Regions from separate parts of the Mus musculus genome. Here region 2 is linked to region 1. A link is a contact called in public Hi-C data. All regions are on one chromosome and are shown on one strand. The core of a region is the stretch at or near the end of the contact, and the rest is flanking DNA. Distances in the headings are between cores, read along the strand shown.

What was found. A called contact is a pair of places that touch in the nucleus more often than the background predicts.
Region 2: a contact with region 1 is called in a Hi-C map of uterus, with 2.1 times the contacts expected there. The contact joins the enhancer-like site here to the promoter of Moxd1 in region 1. A contact is called at or near these places in 2 of 39 promoter capture datasets (both in embryonic stem cells), 1 of 15 datasets of contacts at CTCF or cohesin (the NIH/3T3 cell line), 10 of 484 Hi-C or Micro-C datasets (cerebral cortex, embryonic fibroblasts, embryonic stem cells and 3 more), 5 of 115 datasets of contacts at active chromatin or transcription factors (bone marrow-derived dendritic cells, embryonic fibroblasts, embryonic stem cells and 1 more) and 3 of 9 other capture datasets (adipose tissue, embryonic stem cells and pancreatic islet).

What each region holds. Positions count from the first base shown.
Region 1 is chr10:24,221,946-24,225,235 of GRCm38.p6, forward strand. It overlaps Moxd1 (monooxygenase, DBH-like 1), which reads left to right and starts at 1,572. Exons shown (of 12, transcript NM_021509.5): 1 at 1,572-1,922. The coding sequence starts at 1,659.
Region 2 is chr10:24,294,771-24,297,838 of GRCm38.p6, forward strand. All of the region lies in intron 10 of Moxd1 (monooxygenase, DBH-like 1), which reads left to right. Among named protein-coding and RNA genes, the nearest start is that of Moxd1, 73 kb to the left of the region's middle. Within about 2 kb of position 1,746, at least 7 of the 459 cell types and tissues checked have an H3K27ac peak or open chromatin away from gene starts, as enhancers often do. A contact at or near this core is called in uterus, where this site is marked.

The sequences.
Region 1 (3,290 bases), core at 322-2,821:
CACACACAAACACACACACCACGAACTCTCTCTCTTTCTCTTTCTTTCACACACACACACACACACACACACACACACACACACACACACACACACACACTGTGTTTGTTTGAAGCTTTGTGTCAACTTGACACAAGCTAAAGTCATCTGAGAGGAGGGAACTTACTTCAGTTAAGAAAATGCCTCCATCAGATGGGGCTGTAGGCAAGCCTGGAAGCCATTATCTTAATTAGTTATTAATAAGGGAGGGCCCAACCCGTTGTGGGTGGTGCCATCCCTGGGCTGGTGGTCTTGGGTTCTATAAGAAAGCAGGCCAAGAGGAGCAAGCTAGCAAGCAGCACCCTTCCGTGGCCTCTAATATCAGCTCCTGCATCCAGGTTTCTTTCCTGCTTGACTTTCTGCCCTGACTTTCTACATGATGAACAGCAATAAGTCCAATAAACCCTTTTATTTTTCCAGCTTGCTTTGTCGTGGTTTCGATTGAAGCAATAGAAACCTTAAGCAATAGAAACATGCGTGCGTGCGTGTGCACGCACGCACGCGCACACACACATCCTATACTGACATCTACATACACTTGGATAGAAATAGTACAGAGAGCAACAGTGTGCTTTATCTATATTCTTATCGGTATTTTGGTCTGTCCTCCCGGTATTTGTTATCCTATTTGGTTTTTGTTTTTGTTTTGTTTGTTTTGTTTTGTTTTTTTTTTAAATCAGACAAGAGTTTGCTTCTGAAATATGGTAAAGTGTATATAAACTAATGAGGAATCTAATGTGCCCTCAGTATGAGTACTGAGCATCTGGAATACAGGAGTGCTGTGTTCAAAGACCAACAAGCCAAGCAAGACTTGAGACTAACAAGACCATGGCCAGAACTTAAAAGGATCAGTGGCGGCAGCGGCTGGAGAGTGAGGGATAAAGGGACTCAGAGGAAAGCTGACCTTGACCTAATCCTCTTCTGTATAGGCAGAAATCATTCCTTCACCACCAAACTGAAGAAATCAAAACCCGACGGAAAGCTAAATCAGCAGGAGAACTAAGAATTGCACCCCCCCCCCTCCCCAGCCCTGCCTCCTCCCAGAAGAGGAAAGACTGAAAGAAGGGAGAAGAAGATGAGGGTGTGCCTTCCTTGCTGGATGAGCAGGCATCACTACGAGCTCCAGTGAGGAAAGTCAAAAGTCAAAAGTTTGCCAGGGATGCAAACTGCGCAGTTTCCATCTGGGGGGTGGGGGTGCTTTCCCTTTCTCTCCTCCGCACCCCAGATTTTCCCAGCTGTCTCTTCCCTCCCATGGTCCCGAGAGGGATGCTTTTCTATCCCATCACTTTCCAATTCCTTTCCTAGGTCCCTCCCAGTCTGCACATCGATTCCTTTTTTTCCCTCCTTTCTTCTACCCGGCTGGGTCCCCTTTTCTCCGCCTCTTCCAGGAAGCTCCTTGCCTTCTTGCCCTCTTAACCCAGACTTCAGGGACAAAATAGGATACACGGTGGCAGCAGGTGGATGCCTGGGGAGAGGCTGGGGAGTCTCCTGGTAGGACCCAGAACCAGCGGGGGCGGGGACAGCGGGCGGGCGCGGCCAGCCCCGGGGCGGTCCCAAGTTGGGCTCCCTGGTCTTCGCCCCCCAGTGGCTGCAGCCCAGGTGCGGCGCGGGACAGGAGGATGTGCGGCTGGCCACTGCTTGTGCTGTGGGCGCTGCTCCCCGCGACGGCTGCGGGAAGCCCGGGCCGCTCGTACCCGCACCGCGTGGTCCTCGATCCCGAAGGCAAGTACTGGCTGCACTGGGGCCGGCAGGGCGAGAGGCTGGCCTTCCGTCTGGAGGTACGCACGAACGGCTACGTGGGCTTCGGCTTCTCGCCCACCGGGAGCATGGCCGCGGCAGACATCGTGGTAGGCGGAGTGGCCCACGGGCGGCCCTACCTCCAGGTAAGCTCGGGTCCCTTCGGGGAGCTCCCTGCGCTGGGATCGCCCTAGAAGGGCGATGGGCAGCGCAGTCCACCCAAAGGTGAGGCTGATACGGGCTCCGTGCAGCAGAGTCCATCTCACCTCCTTTGCCACTTTTTGCCCCAGGGTCATCCGAGCCTGCCCTGGGGTCCCTGCCTGTGTCATTTGCAGTCTTCGCCCGGGGAAGTTTACCTCTTCGGGAAGCTCGCATCCTGGTGCCCCACTTCACCGACCATTGTGCACAGACCACACATTCCCCTCCATCCACCCCATCAAAAAAAAAAAAAAAAAAAAAAACCCACAGCTTTTGAGACCTAACTGGTCGGACCTGTGTGCACTTGCCTGTCTAAGGTTGGGAATCGCAGTCTCCAGTGGTTGGCTTTGGGGGCATCCCAGGAGCAGCACCAACATTTACTAGAGCATGCACGAGATGAATGAAGGGCCCTGAAAACTTGCTTAAGGAAGTTTTGTTATTAACAGCTCTCGAGGAAGCCAGGTTTAGCGACCCATGCACAACCTAGAGTCTCCAAGCAGAGCCCTCTATTCAGGGATAGGTTTTCCGCTTTAATAGGCGACAAATTCATCTGATTCGCTCCCTGCCCATTAGCTCTAGGGGAGAGAGTTCTGGTAGATGCTACCTGATCCAGGCATCTTTATGTGTAGGGAAACGAACAGAATTCTGTAGCTCGACTTCCTGGGTACTGAACTTCATATGGGTCATAGTGGATATACACACTTTCTTACGGGCCAACTCCCATGCAAGAATGCAAACCTTAGCTAAGAAGCCTCAGGAAAACTTCTGAGCAGCATAAGAATGCCCCTTGTGAATTTCAGCGTGTATAGCTCAATACTTCCTCCAGTCTTCTAAGATGGAATTTCACAGCATTCTGACTGAGGGGCTATCGTATTATAGCTTCGGTTCTGACGCTGAAATGTTTGGCTGGAAACAAATTGACAGCAATTCGAATTTTCAAGCCACCCTGCCGTGTGTGTTTACTTCTCCCCAAGTCATCACTTCCTTGCTATCCCCTGTAAGCGCTGTGCACCTCTGCTAGAGTGCAGCCTGCTGACCTCCCTTACATGAGCCTTTCTGATGCTGCATCATCTCTGATATGGGATTTGATGGCTGAGAATTTGATCCCAGGCCTCACTAGCCAACTAGCTTACTCTACCAGGATCTGAGTAAGATGCGACCTTATTTTAATACCTATTGCAACCAAAGGGGGGGAAAATAAAGCTGTTTTTGTAGAGTATCATGATCCCAGCACAGCCTATAGAAGTGGGCATGAGGCATCTTGCTGTGTAACAGCGATCTGGTACACTTTAAAATTCAACGTGATACTACTTTTG
Region 2 (3,068 bases), core at 496-2,995, 73 kb after region 1:
GGGTCTTGCCCCAGCAAGTGCATCCAATCAGCCCAAGTCCTTGGAAACAGCAACAAACTGCAGCACACCACCAGAAGTTTTTTGGTGCGTTTCTCTCTAGGCCTCCCGACAAATGTAGCTCAACTACACAATGTAAGGCAGAGCATACTCGTGTGGTTAGCAAAGAATCCTTCATCAGGTGTCCTTTCACGCGCTCGCTTTAGCAGAACATCCTCTCTCCTGTGTCTGCTTCAGCGAAATGATCCTTATGAATTTGCCTTAGCCTTTCACACCTGTGTCCACTTTAACAAAATATTCCTTCATGTGTTCGCCCAGCAAAACACCATCCAACTGACTTTCCAAAGAACCCTTAAGTTTCTGTTTTACTATTTAGTGAAAGAAAACTGCCTTTAAGGTATTTTTCAGTGTGTGTGTGTGTGTGTGTGTGTGTGTGTGTGTGTATGTGTGTGTGTGTGTGTAGGACAATGTGCAGGGGTTAGTTATTTCCTTCCACCTTGTGAGCCCCAGGTATAGAATTTACACTGTAAGGCTTGGTGACAGGCATGTGTGCCCTGAACCATCTTGGAGTCCTGAAACCCACCTTTTTACCATGAAATTTGGAATTTTAGTTATTTGATGATACGTTGACTCTGGAAGGGACTCTATTTCATGGCTGTGTATGTATGATACTTCAGTACCACACTTGACTATTATAGATTTAAGTAGGAAAATAAAGTCTGTAAACTCCTATTTGTTGTTACCCTTTCCCAAATTAATTTGATACTCTAGGTTCATTATATTTTTATAGAGATGATTAAGACAATCTGTTAGTTTCTTAAAACAAATAACCAAACAAAAACCTACAAACCCTACTTGGATGTGCTATAGAAATCTCAGGACATGCAGAAGGAAATGACTAGCCACCAAATAAAGACTAGACATCCCCAATTAGCAATCTAACATCCCCTGTTTCCAACCCTGGACAAGAAGTTTAAGAAACAAAGAAGCAAGCAAGCATTAGAGACCAGTGGGGATCCATGCGGTGTATGGAGCCCTCTGCGAACATGAAGTGCTGCACTCATTCAAGCACTTTCTCGCTTTCCTCAGTTCTGTTTTATAGTTTCTAGTGTAAATGTCCTTCACCTGTTTTGTAAATAATATTTTAATACCTTCCTGTGCTAATCATTAAGCTGACTGCAATTTTCAAAGCTTGGTATTTCTCTAAATTGTCTATAGATTAAGCTTATCTTTATGTAGTTGTTCACATGCTTAATAATTTCAGACTGTCTCTAACTCTTTAATATCCTTGTCAGTGTGACTGGTCAGGATGTTTAGGACCATGCATGCAGCTTGACTACTGAGGCCTGACCCGGTCGCAGGTGTCTGAGTTGGATCCCTGAATACCTGACCTGTGTCATCAGCAAATACCTCCACTCTTACTAGTTGGAACTTAAAAAATCTACCAGCTCTGGGAGCTCTCCAATTTTTTTAAAAATATTTCCCTAGTTCCTCTTTGTCTATCTTGTGCGATTTCATCCCGCACTTAGTTGTCCCTAATATGGACTTAAAGAGCAATCTGTATGCCAGGCCCCCTGTTCTCTACATGGAAACTCGTCACCTCTGACTCCCTTAACTCTGATTTTTGTCTCTTGAATTCCTTGCGATGGTCATTTTATTGTTGGAAATTCTCCTTTCTGTATTGTGATCCAAGGAGTGCTCACAGGCAGAGCTCTGGAATGAACACAGCGTTCAGACGTGACATGTCTTCATTTCCTCTGGGTCAGAGTTTTCTCATGCCTGTTTTCCAGTCTCCTAAGCAGGCACTCTGTACCGCTCTGTTCATGTGTGTTGGCTTTTTCCCCCCTGCACAGTAAGCTGGTGTTAGTTGCTCCATGTGGCCAGGAGTGAAAGTCTATTAATGAACATTCTGTTTGTTTTACTAATTTTTGACCATATGTTTATTTGTGCTATAGAAGGCAGTCTGTAGTGCTATTCATTCGGCTGTATGGACCCGGGGCTGCTTCTTGGCTGGGTTAACCCACTTCCCTTCCTTCTCCCCACACCTCTTCCTGCTCCTAAGAACGACTCCAGCGGGAAGACCTTTAAAAGAACAGTGTGGTTCCAGGCAGATAAGAAGTCTAACAACTTACACATACAGGATATTTTCTTCCATCTGGTTTTATATTACATGGAGCAGGAAAGCCATGTCTAAAGTCATTAAATTTTAAATGCTTCCCTGAGTCAACTGAATTTACAAATAAAATTGTTAATGTTATGCAGAAAAAAATTAAAATACAAAATTAAAATATTGTGTGTTGCTGTAAATTTTGCTGTGTTATAAGACAAGCATACCTCAGAGTTTAAACTCAAGTTACAAAGGAAAATGATCCATCAGTACTAAAGTATAGTATTAACACAATTTTTTCAAATCAACTACAGTGATTATTGGTATTGTTTACTTACTTATAAGTGTGTCTAGGTAGACACACCCTGTACTTACTCGGGTGTTTTAGTTTCTGTAAGATTCTCCCTTCTTCTAACTTGACCCTACCCCAGTGATAGCAGGCTCATACATTATTCTTCATTTGTTTATTTGTTTTTTGTTTCCAAGATAGAGTAGCCCTGTGTAGCCCTGGTTTGCTCTGTAGACCAGGTTGGCCTCGAACTCAACTCCAAAGTGCCGGAAAAACAGGCAAGATCCACCAAACCCCGTCGGTACTTGTTACTTTCAGGGTGAATGTTTCTGCTAGAAGGCATAGACTTTTTTTTTCCCAAGCAAATAATTAGCATATTTGCTTTTGTTAAGGCTTCTCTCCTTCTCTCATGGTTCTGTAGGGATTTGAATTGCACTCTTAGAGAAGCTGGAAAGGTTAGAGGTGACAAAAAGGACATTTATTACCAGGGGTGGAGAGAGACAAAGTATGTGGCAAAGAGGCTCAGGGAGACTGGTACTGCGTTTTCAGATTCCCAGTCTTCAAGCCTCATCTCCAAGGCATGAACCATTGGGTTTGCTCCCGTCCTCTGGTTGTCCTACCAGCTCATGTAACTTCCACTCTTTTCTTTCTGTGAACTCTCCATAAACATTAACT